2 separate regions of the Mus musculus genome follow, and region 1 is linked to region 2. The links are chromatin contacts, called in public promoter capture Hi-C maps. All regions are on one chromosome and are shown on one strand. Each heading gives the region's core, a stretch centred on a gene start, on an enhancer-like site or on the middle of the called end of the contact. The rest is flanking DNA. Distances are from core to core; before and after follow the strand shown. Region 1 holds the start of Pno1 (partner of NOB1 homolog). Region 2 holds the start of Tug1 (taurine upregulated gene 1).

What was found. Promoter capture Hi-C pulls out the DNA fragments that hold promoters and counts their contacts.
Region 1: a contact with region 2 is called in a promoter capture Hi-C map of pre-B cells. The contact joins the promoter of Pno1 here to the promoter of Tug1 in region 2. A contact is called at or near these places in 1 of 39 promoter capture datasets (pre-B cells) and 1 of 484 Hi-C or Micro-C datasets (B cells).

Annotation. Positions count from the first base shown.
Region 1 is chr11:17,207,503-17,214,510 of GRCm38.p6, forward strand. It overlaps Pno1 (partner of NOB1 homolog), which reads right to left and starts at 4,087. Exons shown (of 7, transcript NM_025443.2): 1 at 3,811-4,087; 2 at 3,486-3,635; 3 at 1,809-1,892; 4 at 1,575-1,635; 5 at 1,287-1,404. The coding sequence starts at 4,005. Wdr92 (WD repeat domain 92) reads left to right here and starts at 4,391. Exons shown (of 8, transcript NM_178909.4): 1 at 4,391-4,644. The coding sequence starts at 4,462.
Region 2 is chr11:3,646,716-3,653,601 of GRCm38.p6, forward strand. It overlaps Tug1 (taurine upregulated gene 1), which reads right to left and starts at 2,099. Exons shown (of 4, transcript NR_002321.2): 1 at 2,038-2,099; 2 at 1-363. It overlaps Morc2a (microrchidia 2A), which reads left to right and starts at 2,722. Exons shown (of 27, transcript NM_001159288.2): 1 at 2,722-3,431; 2 at 3,593-3,732. The coding sequence starts at 3,665.

The sequences.
Region 1 (7,008 bases), core at 2,837-5,336, about 14 Mb after region 2:
TTTACTGATGGGAGCGGAGCACAAATACCCTGTTTAAAACACCTTTTATAGTAAATTCTAAGACATTTAAATTTGTGGATTACAAAGTTAATGACAAATTAGCCCCAAGTCCATTACAAGTGGGTTCTAGCTTTGGATTTTTCAACCAACAAAGTCTTTTAGGCTCCATTCAGCCATTTTAAATATTGTATTTCCATGTCTTTGAAATTTCTAGTAGAAAAGACCTCATGTTTCAGACTCTGAAGGCCCAGTCCATAAAAGAACAGAACTATGATAATACATTTGGTTTCAAGTACAGGGCCATCAATATAATACAAAAGTTACCCTTAAGAATAAAAAATGTCTACATTAATGTAGCCTCGATAATGATCATTATAGCAAAATAGCATTAAGTAAAATCCTTATATCCTCTGTCAACTGCAATTTGCCATCCTCATATTCGATCAGCTCGAGGTTACCACCTATCTGACACCAACCTCCGAACAACTCAACCTCAGAGAGGTCCTCCCGGCTCTGCATCCTCATCTGAGCCTGCACCATCTTATTTATAGTCACATGCAACTGAAGGTTGTTCTTACCCAGCACGCAACACCTCCCCTTCCTATAAGGGTGTAGGTGTCCCCTACCTGAAATACAGATATGTATTCAAAAGGAGAGCTTCATGATGGCATCTCAAACACCCACGTCTTGTATTTCCCAAAATGACTTATCAGATTTGTCTAAAAGTAAAATCTCCCCTTGTAATAAATTATTTTAACAGTGATTCTAAATATTTCTTTTATTGCTGAGGAAAAACTGACTACTGACAAAGTCATCAGTCTTTCAAGGCTGGCGAGTATTCACCTAGAACCACATGCCCACAGAGCGCGAGTATTCACCTAGAACCAGAGCTCCAACAACAGGAGCACGGGCCGCACGCAGCATCATACAGCAGGGCCGCACGCAGTATCCCACAGCAGGGCCGCACGCAGCATCATACAGCAGGGCCGCACGCAGCATCATACAGCAGGGCCGCACGCAGCATCCCACAGTAGGGCCGCACGCAGCATCATACAGCAGGGCCGCACGCAGCATCATACAGCAGGGCCGCACGCAGCATCCCACAGTAGGGCCGCACGCAGCATCATACAGCAGGGGTGCTTCTTGACCAGACCGCACAAGGCTCCACATTCAATCCCAACAGAGGGAAGGAACGATAGAATACAGCAAATACAACAGCTATGACCTTTCTGAAACTAATAAGATCAAATATAAATTATGTCATTTCCCTAAGAACAGATACTTACACATCTGCCAGGACAATCCGTGTCCGTGTTACGTTCTCTATGGTAAATTTGGTTTTTCCTCCTTTGCCAGCAATTCTTCCTATTGCCCTTGACAGGTGGTCTCCTTTTAGGGGCTTAACTAAAGAAGAAAGACACGCCATCAGGTGGCTACTAACTTTTCCTACTAAGCCACACTAAATATACATTTTCTGAAGTATTAGTAATACAGCTCAATTGAAGCTGTCAGACAACAATCACAACACAATGCAATGAGAAACACAAAGGCTGACTGTTCACACATGTTCTCACCATCAGTTATTTCAAAAGACTCTAGGAAGAGGTCATCTAGTCGGATAAGGGCAAGTGCATCCTACAAGACAAAAGGAATGAAGGCCTTTTCAGGTCCACACCCGGCAGAAACAAGGATAGCATTTCAAAACTGAACTTCTCAGATGCTACAAAGAAAAGACGAAAAGTCTGGAAAATGACCCAACCATTGAAATGTCCACACTGAGTATCTGGAAGTCTCATGAGATCACTCACCTCCACCTGAAAGCCAAGAACAAAGGCTTTCACAAAGTCGGCCGCTTTTGTCAGGGCACTGACATCCTTGGTGTCTTTACAAGTCTGGAAAAAGTGGAGATATGGAGGTGATGAAAAGGAGAGCATTCTAACAAATACTAGAAATATTATTTCTATTATAATTTCCTTTACCATCAACCAACCTCACCCAGTATTGTAAGACCCCGTTTATATGGGATAAAGCACTCTCTTTAATTTGTACCAGAGACTACTCCCACTCCAAAGCTGGGCAGTTCTATGCACACTCTCAAGGCAGCCTCTCCTCAACAGGCCGGACATGTTGTGCCATAAAGGATCATTTCGATGCTGTTGTTTCCCAAATCAACAAGTCTAGTTCGGAATACTTACATGCCTGGTACTGAGGAAATCAGAATAGTTTAAGTAGGAATCTTATCTACAAGTAATCACTTGAACTGCAGAAACTACTGTTATTCATAGAATGCCCATCACCGTAATAATAATATGCTGTACACATCTAGCTCTAAGCTTCACTCTGACAACTTGAGTATTATATAGTGTAAACAAATGAGGAAATTAAGGCACTAAAAAAAATCAAACACAAATCTAATTTCTAAAATATCCCTTTGGGTCTCCCACACAGTCCATTTGAAGAGATTACACATTTGACAAATTTAGAAGCATACAGAAGTGTGTTCAGATTTTCACACCCAAAACCAGACCCCAGCAGGGCATGGCAGCACATGCCTTTAGGTCCCATACCCTTCAGATCTCTCCAAGTTCCAGGCTAGCTAGAGCTACAGAGTGAAGCCTAGTCTCAAAGAAAAAAAAAAGAAAGGAAGAAAGAAAGAAAAAAGAAAGAAAGAAAGAAAGAAAGAAAAAGAAAGAAAGAAAACAAAAATAAAACAAGAACAAAGCCACAAAGCCCCAGACTCTGGCTCTCACCCTATGTATGACTCTCGGCAAGTCCCATGAACATCTAGGATTTAAGTTTTCTCACCCCTGCCTAATCCTCCAGCACTCTCATGTCTATGGGTGTATATCATCTATGTCATACCTTAAGGAACAAATGATGTGGTATACGTTAAGCTATCACTGTGCATCTGATATATGGTATCAGCAAATACTAAGAACACAAACCAATGACCCTGCAGTAAACAAGGCAGCTAAAGTAGAACAGAAATGTATAAACTTCTGAAGAGAGCTTGAGTTCTCTTGAAAGCTGACTGGAACTGAAGTAAGAAGACAGCAGAGAAAGTGGCCTTCTCCAGAGACCAGAGCCACCAAAGATACTGGCAGGGGAAAAAAAAACCAAAAACAAAAAAAAACAAAAAAAAGGGAAACAAACACAACTGGGTCTCCTACTTGAAAGGCAGGCTTAGTCAAGTGTCTGGCCTTTATCCCTTAGGAATGCCGAGGAGGCTAGAATACCATAATAAAAGCATTGTGATATGGGAAAATTAATTTGGCACTGACACCGAAGATCTACTGAAAAAAAAATAAAGGAATTAATTTACATTTTTTTCTAAGTGGCACACGTTTCCTCCAAAAAGAGCACTTACACTGAAGAAAGTACCTACAATTACCACTTGTTTAGGCACTACCGTGTATCATTGTCTACTTTTATTAAGGCTGAAACTACGAAATGGTAGGCTACGAAATGGCTACCCTCTTCCTTACCCTGATTTCTACATTCCTTGATTTCAGGTTAAAGCGTATCTGAAGTCCCAAATGTTCTACAATCGGAGTAAATATCTTCATCCAGTTTTCTTTCAACGGTGTGTATCTGTTACCTGGGACGGGAATTTTCCTCGTTTCTTCTTTCCCAGTCTGCAATAAAAACATACACACTCAGGAGGCGACTGAGAGATGCGGGCCTAGGCGAAAAAACAAACAAACAAACAAACCCCCCAAAACAACAAAACAAAACAAAACCGAGAACCGACCCTTTCACCTGGACGCCCGGGCCCCGCCCCGCCCCGTCCCGTCCCGTCCTGATCCCCACCAGGAGCTGATCCCCGGAGAGCGGCGGGAAGACCGGCCTCTTCGCCGGCCGCGCCTCCTCCGTGTCCATGCGTCCGGCTTCTCCATCCTGTCCCGCCGCTGACGACTGCTCAGCCTGTCGTTTCTTCGCCCGGCGGCCCCCTCTGTGCGTGACGGGAGTAAAGCCGTCCTCCGTTCCGGTGCTTTGCGTCTCCATCTCGGCCAAGATCAATCCCGGCAAGTACGACTAGAGGAACACGTGCGTGGTTGTACAGCGCATGCGCCAGCCTCCACCAATCGATTTGAAGACACCACCCCTTTTCCTAGGCGGGGTCCATGCCAGGGGCCTAAGGCTGGATTGGTCCGCGTTTCGGAATTGCTGTCCTGGGATATGCCTGTTTGCTAATGTCTCCGTGCCCTCATACGCTCGCAGCCGAAGCATTCACAGTCTTTACTGTGTCTATGTAAAGTCGTTGTGGTAACGGCAGTAAATTAGCTTGTGCCATGTGTGGAGAAGCATCTGTTGCGGTCTCAGTAGCTCACACGGCATTTTCGGAGGCATCCAAGCCCAACTTGCTAAGGCTTCCGGGTAGAATGCGGCTAGGGAGGGACAAACTGCCCCTGATCTGTTTGCAGTCTGGTTACCAAGTTAGCGTTTGGTTGCATCTACACCATGTCCACCTTCGAGAAGCCTCAGATCATTGTCCACATTCAAAAGGGCCTCAACTACACAGTGTTCGACAGCAAATGGGTGCCCTGCAGTGCCAAATTCGTGACGATGGGCAACTTTGCCCGGGGCACCGGCGTTATCCAGGTGTACGAGATCCAGCGCGGGGACCTCAAGCTGCTGCGGGAGGTGGGTGCAGGCTTGGACCGTTTGGGTTTGCGTGATCTAGGGTCTGATTCCTCAATGCTCCAGCAGAAACAGAAAGGAGGTGACAGATTGAGAAATACTTCAAACTAGGCTCTCACTGCAGCCTCTTCCTCCCACCATCCTCCGTGCAGTCCGTTGCAAGGTTTCTGGGAAGTGAAGTTAACATTTCGTGGCAACGTTCTTGGACCTTATAGGCTGTTAGCAGTTGTCGTAGTCTACTAGTAGATATATGCAATAAACCCACATTTCATACAAGCAAAACCAAAGGAGGCACCGGGATACCTACAACAAAGTTGATGACGAACTAGTAAATACCACATCCTTTCAAGAAGTGTCAGTTCAATGCCTGATAGTCCCAGGCATGGGAATTGCAATGCCAGCTATATCATGGAGTTTATTTTCTGTTGGGGGAGACAGTCCAACAGCCAGACCAAGAATGCATACATACATGTAAACTCATCAAGATGAGTTTTCTAATGTGCAGGTCTATAAAAGTAAAAACAGATGCAGGACGAGTAGAAACTAACTAAAGCAAATTTAGAGTAGAGTATGAAGTTTCTTACAAAAAACAGCATGTGAGAAAGCTCAGTGATAATGGTGGAAGGTAGTTTATTATCTTTTTAAAAAAGAAAAACACGAGCTAGAAGTGGTGTTGCACACCTTTACTCACGGCAATCAAGAGAAAACAGCAGGAGAATTTCAGTTTGAAACCCTATCTGCAACAACCACAACCCCCGTAAAATAAAATAAAATACACATTCATAAGGGATAAGTAATGACCATTGCAAGATATGTAAGACATTCCACAGATTTGTCCTTCATTTTGCTTTAAGGAAAACAGGACACCACTGAAGGACTTTTAGGCGGATAATGCAAGACTAGATTACAGGTTTCGTATCCAGCTGCCAGTGAGCCAATTACAGAATGGGGACAATAATTGACATTTTCTTTATCCCTCCTTCCCTCCCTTCCTTTCTTCCTTTTGTGTGTGTGTGTGTGTGTGTTTTCTATGTTACTCAGCTGGCCTCAAACTGATAATCCTCAAACAAGGCTCTCAATGGGCTGGGGTTCAGGTCTCCTGCCACAGTGCTGAGTTGTGGCAAAGTAACAGTTTTATAGTTCGTTACAGTATTTAAAATGTTTCTATTTGAGTTGAATGGAACAAATTGCAGCCACACGGAGGTGTTGAGAGCTGATAAGAGGTTAGGGAAGGTAGAGGATAGATAAGCTTGCAGGGCAAGGTATGTGGAGCACAGTCCTTCCCTGAACTTTGCTGAGAGCCTGTTTTCCGGTTTAGTTCCTACTCTATAGCCAGGTATTGGACTTGGAGATTCTAAACATAGATTGATCCTTCCTGCCTTGCCTTATGTCCTTCATCTGTTGCTGGTCCAGTGGCCAGTTCAGATTATCTGATTTAGGAAGCCCCTTCTGATCTCTGCTCAAGGAACCTTTCAGTACATTCCACTCCTATAATACTGACCATCTGTGCCAGAAGTAAACAGTCTGTCTCATTTCTAGATAGTAAGCTGGAGAGCAAGGGCAGGGTCTTCTCCTGTTCTTTGTAAGGACCAGCCACTCAGTACACATTTATTAAAAGAATGGAGTCTGAATGAACTTGGAACTCAGTTTTAAATACTGGTGGAGGGATTGCCAGTCAGTGTGTGGGGTAAGGACTCTGAACACGGGAGACATTGGCCTAACAGAAACTTTAAAGTGAAACGTGAGGAGCAAATGCCAGTCAGCCCTCAGCCAGAAAGCTTGAATAGGCTTGTGGTCTTTTGCTTTCCCAAGAATTACAATTTTTTAATTCTGTTTAGTAATAGTTATTTGAAGTGAAATGGTTTTCATCTCTTCTAATTTCTGAAGAATCCTAGCAAAGTTTTATTTATTCATTTATTTATTCTTAGTGAAAGTAATATGTGTTTCTAAAAGAGCATGTAGGAAATGTAACTAGGGCTACAAAAGAAATTGTAATACGTAATCTGAACCACGGGGGCAACAACTTCGAAGGTCTACTTCCTCTCCATCCCACGAGTAATTACTGACGCTACCATCGAGGTACTGTGCTCCAAAATCCAAGTAAAATATTAGAAACAAAGCACCTCTCAGAATTTCATGTGGTATTTGTTTGGGCTTCAATAGAAAAGCATGTGGGTTAAATCGATAATCACTGGTTCTCACTGCATCAAGGTTTGTTCTTGTGTTTGGTTGCTAATGATGGTTATATACAAGATTTAAAATACCCATGCATTGTTCTGTAGAAATGTGGTCTTCTGCTAATTGATTTTAGTGGGTACCAGAGTTAAGAACTGTTGGGCCAGGTGGAATACTTATAGTTATAATGGA
Region 2 (6,886 bases), core at 849-3,348:
CGTCCACCTCCAGAGTTCCTGTCATATCTTGACAAGCTCTTCTGGGTCACAGGTCCAGTTCTTGAAAATCTGGGAGCCTGGAGTCCATGGTGGCAGCTACACTGAAAATGGAATCCACTCCAACTACTGCATGTACTTTATGAACCTCCAATCCTGGACATCTGTGTTTTGTCATGGAATTTCAAGCTTTTAAGTTCCAGTTGATTTTATTTTTTCTCCTTCTCCAGAGGAAAGCCTTTTAACACCACAGTCTTAAAGAGTCTTTTGAGGTACATCCAGATTTAATTACAAAAGAGCTAAGACCAACAGAGTTTTTCTTCAAAACAGTCATTTCTCTTGAAAGGAAACCATTTGTCTCTGGCCCTTTGGTAAAGGGAATAAGTCAACTTATTTTTTTAGACATTTGAATAAAATATCAGAATTGGTAACATCTAATCATACAAAATACACTTAAATATGTTTGTGTTCACTTGCTTAGAGAGCTGTACCACTTAATAAGCACCACTCCACAAAACAAAAATGTTTGAAACCCAACTGTTCAAACATTTTAATAGTGTTTGCTGGATAATGGCCTGGAATTTGATAAAAGCAGCTGACAATAAACAAACAAACAAACGGCATTTTGGCCATTCAGTCTCACATTTGCAAGCAATTAGAATACAAGGCTGGTTAGGAAAAAGTTAAGCTTCAAAATGATTCCAAATATCTGATTTTGTGTCCCAGCCAGAGTCCAACAAAGTTTTTTCAAAAACTTTAGCCTTCAATTTAAAAAACAAAACAAAAAACCCCCCCAAAAAAAAAAAAAAAAAAAAAAAAAAAAAAACCCCAAACATTTTCAGGAATCCAACGCCTGGTTCAGTCTGTTCCAAGTAGCCCTCTTGCTAAAAATCCATGTGCACTATTAACTGGTTTTGGCAGCACCATTTAAAAATAATCCTGTTCACTATCAACCACGAAAACCAGGGATATAAAATAGGAGCAAATAATGGGTGTCAATCATGGTTGTAAAAAAATAGTTAACGAGAGAAAAGTAGTCAGGCACCAGTACGAGCAGCAGAAAACAATCGCTGGGCCAGAGATTACACTTCTTGTTACTCGAGGACACATTCACTCCTAATTGTAGCTGCTTTCTAGTGGGTGCCATTGTACCATAGGCATCAGCCACCCTTCAGGCACCCTATGGTGAAAGGAAAGGGCTTTGACTAAAAGCCAAGCAGTGAAGTGATGGTACCTGAAACAGCCATTATGCAGTAAGAAGCAGCTCACATATACCAGGGACTCAAATGGGGGCTTCATATTGGTTGTGAAGGGTCCCAGATGACATGTAGGCCTCAGTTTCCTCCCGGTGGCAAAAACTGTTCTAAACTCTTCTGGGTCATAGCCCCCTTTGAAAACTCGCTACTGAAGGATCTACTCATCCCCCTAGAAAACACTTTCCCACGTGTTTCTGTACAGAAGAAGTTCAGGGAACCTTCCCATCTCCAACTCCAATAAAAGGTTCCCGAATTTAATTTCAGGGAATGAGCAATTGTTATGACTTCTTGCAACTCAAAGGAAAAAAAAACAATAATCATCTTTCTGTAAACCGACACTTTTGAAGAGAGCTTCCAATTCCATACACACACTGATAGGCAGAGGAGGAAACTGAGGCGCAGACAGATTACAGAGTGACTTGCCTAAGGTCACTCGGCCAGCGAGTGGCTAGGCCCGGAAGCAAACCCAGATCTTCCGACTCCGGAGCTCGAATCCCCACCCCGGAGCTGCCGCCAGCGCTCTCGCTCCCCACTAAGGTGGCATAAGTAGGAAAAGGCAAAGGAGGAAGCCCACCACCAACCATCCTCCAGCTCCCTCTTGACCCTCCAACTGGGTCCTAGCAGGCCCCGAGGGGTGGCGCCAGGCCTCCAGGCCAGCCCCGGCCACCCCAGCTTCCCCCGCCGCCTCCCCGGGAGCGGGGCGGAGTTGCCCGCCGCCGCCAACCACCCGGACGACCCCTCGTCGGATCGCAAAAGCATAGGCCGCCGCCCGAGTTCTGCGTACGAGAAGAAAGACGCGGCGCGAGCGCCAACGGCCACCGGGCGCGCGCCGCGGCGGCCGGGCCTGCGCCCCAAGAGCTGGATGCCAGAGCAGGAGAAAGAGCCGCCAACCGATCGCTCGATCGACCGCACGCCCGCTCCTTCGCCCTACCAGACCGGGGAGGGGGGGAGGGCGCGCCAGGGCTTCTTCGAGTTAGGGGCCTGACTCCCCGGCGACAAGACAAGATGGCTCCTCCGCTCTGCTCTGCAGCTACCGTCCCGGCTGCGTCTCTCGGCCCGCCCCCGGTACTGTTCCTTTAAATGGCCGAGAGGGGTCAGGAAAGCAGGAAGAGAGGCGCGCGCCCTCACGTGATGGGGGCGGACCGGCCAAACAAGATCCGGTCACGTGGACCGACGTCGCTCGCCAATCAGAAGGTGGAGTCTCAGGGCGGGGGCGGGAAGACTTCGAGCTCTGTGATTGGCCGAAGGTGCGCTGGAGGCCTCGGCGGCCGGGCCGTCGGGAGTGAGCGAGGTGATTCGCGCTGCGTGCGCTTACGGAGACAAAGCGGTGGCTGAGGTAGCGGTGGCGCGGGCAGCACCGGCCGCAAAGCCGTACTGAACGCTGAATCTCGTGACGCCCAGCCTGTCATCGTCTGTTGAGGCGCGGCGTGTCGTGTCGTGTCGCGGCGCGGGCGGGCGGCGGCGGCGGCGGCGGCAGCGGCAGCGGAGGCAGCACATGGTTCCAAGAGCGCGCTGCGGTGGTTGAGTTCCAATTCCACGGGGAGGGACAAAGGCATCTGCGAGCTGCAGGCAACGCCCGATCGGATCTGGTGGTGCACTCGCCACTTTCCTCTGTTCTCCCAGGCTCTGGGACTAACTCCTGTCTGTCGGTAGCGAGGAGGTGGCCACAGGACCCAGGCCTGGGAAGGCCCGAGGGCCCGAGGCCATCTTCTGAAGGGTGTGGGGGAAGGGCGCACCTGAGGTGATTCGGGAGGGTAGGTTGTGAGGTGTTTCTGTGGGCCACTGTGAGTAATTTCACCCACAACCTGTGGTGATTGTGGCATAATAGCAAGCTGTGTTTGGGCGGGGTTTGGGAAAAGAAATCTGTCAGTCAGCACCAAGGACCTTTCTGTTGGAAAGCGGTGAAGCCAGAAGTAGCCTCCACTCCACTGCACTGTCCAGTAGAGCACTCTTTTGAGGAGCCTGGTGTCTTCGGTGGTGACAAAGTCTTCGGTGGTAATGAAGTAGGTGAACCGTCAGAAGTAGGTCAATTTCCTGAATTTAGGAGAACAGAAAAGGACTTGAACGTGAAGTTGAAGCTGTAAACCTCCAAGTTTGAAGACCATTCAGAACCGTTCACTTTTGATGTGCGTCGGAATTGTGTGAAGAAAGCTTGACCCCCCGGAGCACTTAAGGACAGTAGGTTTCGAATATAGTTCTTTCCAAAGTATTACATCAGAGTCATTGAAATACTTAAATCACTCGCAGTTTTAAATATCTGCCTGTATTTTGAATAGATACTAGGGAAATTTTTTTTTTATGTGTCACTAAGAAGCACAAATTTACCCTTTACTGATCAGAATCCTGGGGAAATCGATTTCACTATATGTACTTTCCTGTTAACCGGCAAAGACTGAAGACTCATTGCTGTCATGGCCTTCACCAATTACAGCAGTCTCAACCGAGCTCAACTAACCTTTGAATATCTCCACACAAATTCGTAAGTATCTTGTTAGGTGCCACTGAGGTAACCAGTAACTCCTCCTTGATGTTAATATGGAAATCCTTTCTCCAGAAAATTTTGCTTTTTTATTCTTTGGCTTGTGTCATTGGAGTAAGATGTATCACTGGATGTCTTGAGCTCTGTATTGAAGAACTGAGATCAGTGAATTATTTGTTGGTAATCTAGAAGAAAATGATTTCACTTACTGGATCAAAAATTTCAAAATACAAACTTTATATCATATTGAGTTGTTTCATCCAAGTGTTTAATAGGAATCCAGCAAAACTGCTCTTTGGATCATCAAAATTTGGACCATCTAGTATCAACTGTTGCACATCTTTAGTAACATCCTAGACAATTGGGTTTATAACAAGTGTTTCTAACAACAGCAACAACCACAAGATGATGATGACAAAAATGACCAACTTGGAAGAAGAAAGCATTTGTTAATTTTCAGCAAACAATTGGTTTTGTCATTTTGGCAAATTGGCTGTAAATCCAATGTAGTTTATATATGCTAAGGAAGAGTGGAAGTTTCTTTAAAGGCCTTGATTTAGGTAGTCTTTTTCCAAAGTATGTGAAATCACAGAAGGATGCTGTGTTCATGGTCTTGAGTAAGTGAAGAGATTAACATCATTACCATTTGGTATGGAATATTTTAGGGTTTGTGTATTTGTTTAGTTAATTAGTTTGGAAACAGGGTCTTTCTACCTAGCCCAGCCAGGCCTGAACCAGACCAGGCTAGTCTGGAACTCAGAGATCTGCCTGCCTCTGCCTCCTAAGTGCTAGAATTATAGGTGTGTGCCACCAAGCCCTTCATTAGGTTATCTTGCCAAAATCTAATCTTTCCATTCACCTCCTAAATGCTGGGATTATAGGTGTATGCTACCAAGCCCTTCATTAAGTTATCTTGTCGGAGTCTAATCTTTCAGTTCACCTGTTACTTTTGGGTTCAAGGTAAGTATTAGAGTATTTGGATAAGGAGGTAAAGAAAACCTAGATGAATAAATGGTCCAGTTAGAAAAAACATCTGCAGAGTAGAGACCATAGACTTCAGGTATCTCATAATAGTACAGTAATTTTCTAGTCTTTTGTGATTCCATGATACTTAAAAAAAACTTTTGAATAGTAAATTTTTCTGAGCAGTGATTTGTTCAATGCCAAGAGGTTTAATTTTGCATTATTTAGGAAGGTTTTTGGTTTGTTTGTTTCTTCCTTCCTTTCTTTTAATTGAGGTAGATCACAGAGAGAGATGGTACCACAGAGATTACCTTGGATACAGATTATGAATCTGGAACCTAGGTCACTGATCAAAGATGCTAGCACAGCCTTTGGCCACACTTTCGATATTCTTTATATTTGAGCTACATATTAAGAATAAGCAGATGAAGAGACTTAAATGTTCATGGCTGCGTGTGTTCTATAAAGGGGTCAGATTTGAATTTTGACCTGGCAGAGCAAATTTGGAATTATAAATATACTGAAACTTGGATGACCCTGAACTGGCCTTCAAAAATCTGTCTTGTTCCAGCATCACTATAGACTTTGTGCAATAACAGTAATATCAGCAATTCATTGCTTCCACTACTTACTGTTTTAAATATAAAGTAATTTCTAAGACAAATCTATAGGTTTAGAATTATTCTTGTCTTGCATTTGAGAAACCCGAGGCTCAAAGAAATTAAAGGCTTACAGAGAGGCAGCTGGAGAGGCAAGTTAAAGGTATCCAGATTTAAGACAGTATGAAGCATTTGGCTACAGTGCTTAATTTTAACCTACTATTGACCATTACTTTGAAGGTTTTGTTTTTCTGTCTGTAAGGCAGAGAATTTAACTTCCTGATTTATTATTTTGGTTTATTTTATTAAACTTCTAAGTATAATTTCTCCCTTTGTTATTGTACACATTATTAACAGTTTATGAACATTGCCAAAGCAAGGAAGTAAACTGAGTTACTTGAATAAAGTGATGTTGGAAAATTTTCTGTGAATTTTATCCATGTTGAATTGAAATTAGTGCTTGCTTCAACATAGAAGGATTGGCATATCATTTTGGAAATTTTGGAATTTCTTACCTGGACCACAAATTTGAATTTTGAAATATTTCTACTATGAATGTGTCTTGTTTTACTTGAAGAAAACACTAACTGTACAACACCACAATGAGGGTGTTTTTCTTTTAGTCAGAGCTTAACTGTAGCCCAGGCTGGCTTTGAACCTCATACCCTCAACCTCTTAAGTGCTGGGATTTCTGGTGTGGGCCATTGTTAAGTTTTTTTTTTGTTTTTTTTTTTGTTTTTTTTGTTGTTGTTGTTTTTGTCATTATGACTTGATGGGAAGTTCATTCTTAGAGAAAAATAAAACTTTTTATATGTTGTAATAGTAGAATAGTAGAATGGGTCAACAAATCAACTCCAGAGAAGGAAAGATTGATCTTACCGTACCTCCTTTGTTCTGTTAAAATCTTAAAAATGCCAATTCCAGATGTTACAATATTAGCCATATTTTGAATCGTGAAATTAACAGTATTTTATTTATTTTTCTTTTTATGTAGACTTGCAAGCAGAGCCCAAGCTACAGTGTAGAAATTTTTGTGGTTTTGTGAGAAGCCTATGCTTAGAAACCTCAAAACTCAAAAAAAAATTTTTTTTGAATGCTGCTTTTCCATACATATGCACAGGGTAGCTTTTTTTGAGCCTGCCTGCCTTCCTTTCTTTCTTTCTTTCTTTCTTTCTTTCTTTCTTTCTTTCTTTCTTTCTTTCTTTCTTTCTTTCTTTCTTTCTTTCTTTCTTTTTTTCTGAGACAGGGTTTCTCTGTATAGCCCTGGCTGTCCTGGAACTCACTTTGTAGACCAGGCTGATCTCGAACTCAAAAATCCACCTGCCTCTGCCTCCCAAGTGCTGGGATTGCCACCACACCCGGCAAGCCTCTGTTTCTTCTTTCGTAAGATGGAGCTAATATGTTAGTGTTTGAAGATTACACCATATAAAAATCAAATGGTATTCATTATTTTCTTTATATTGTTTATGTAATATAGCCTGTCATTGGTGTTAGACATTAGATAGGTTATTAAAATATTTTTTATTTTATGTGGATGTTTATCTCTATGTATGAATATGTACCACATTCATGCCTAATACCTACAGAGTTCA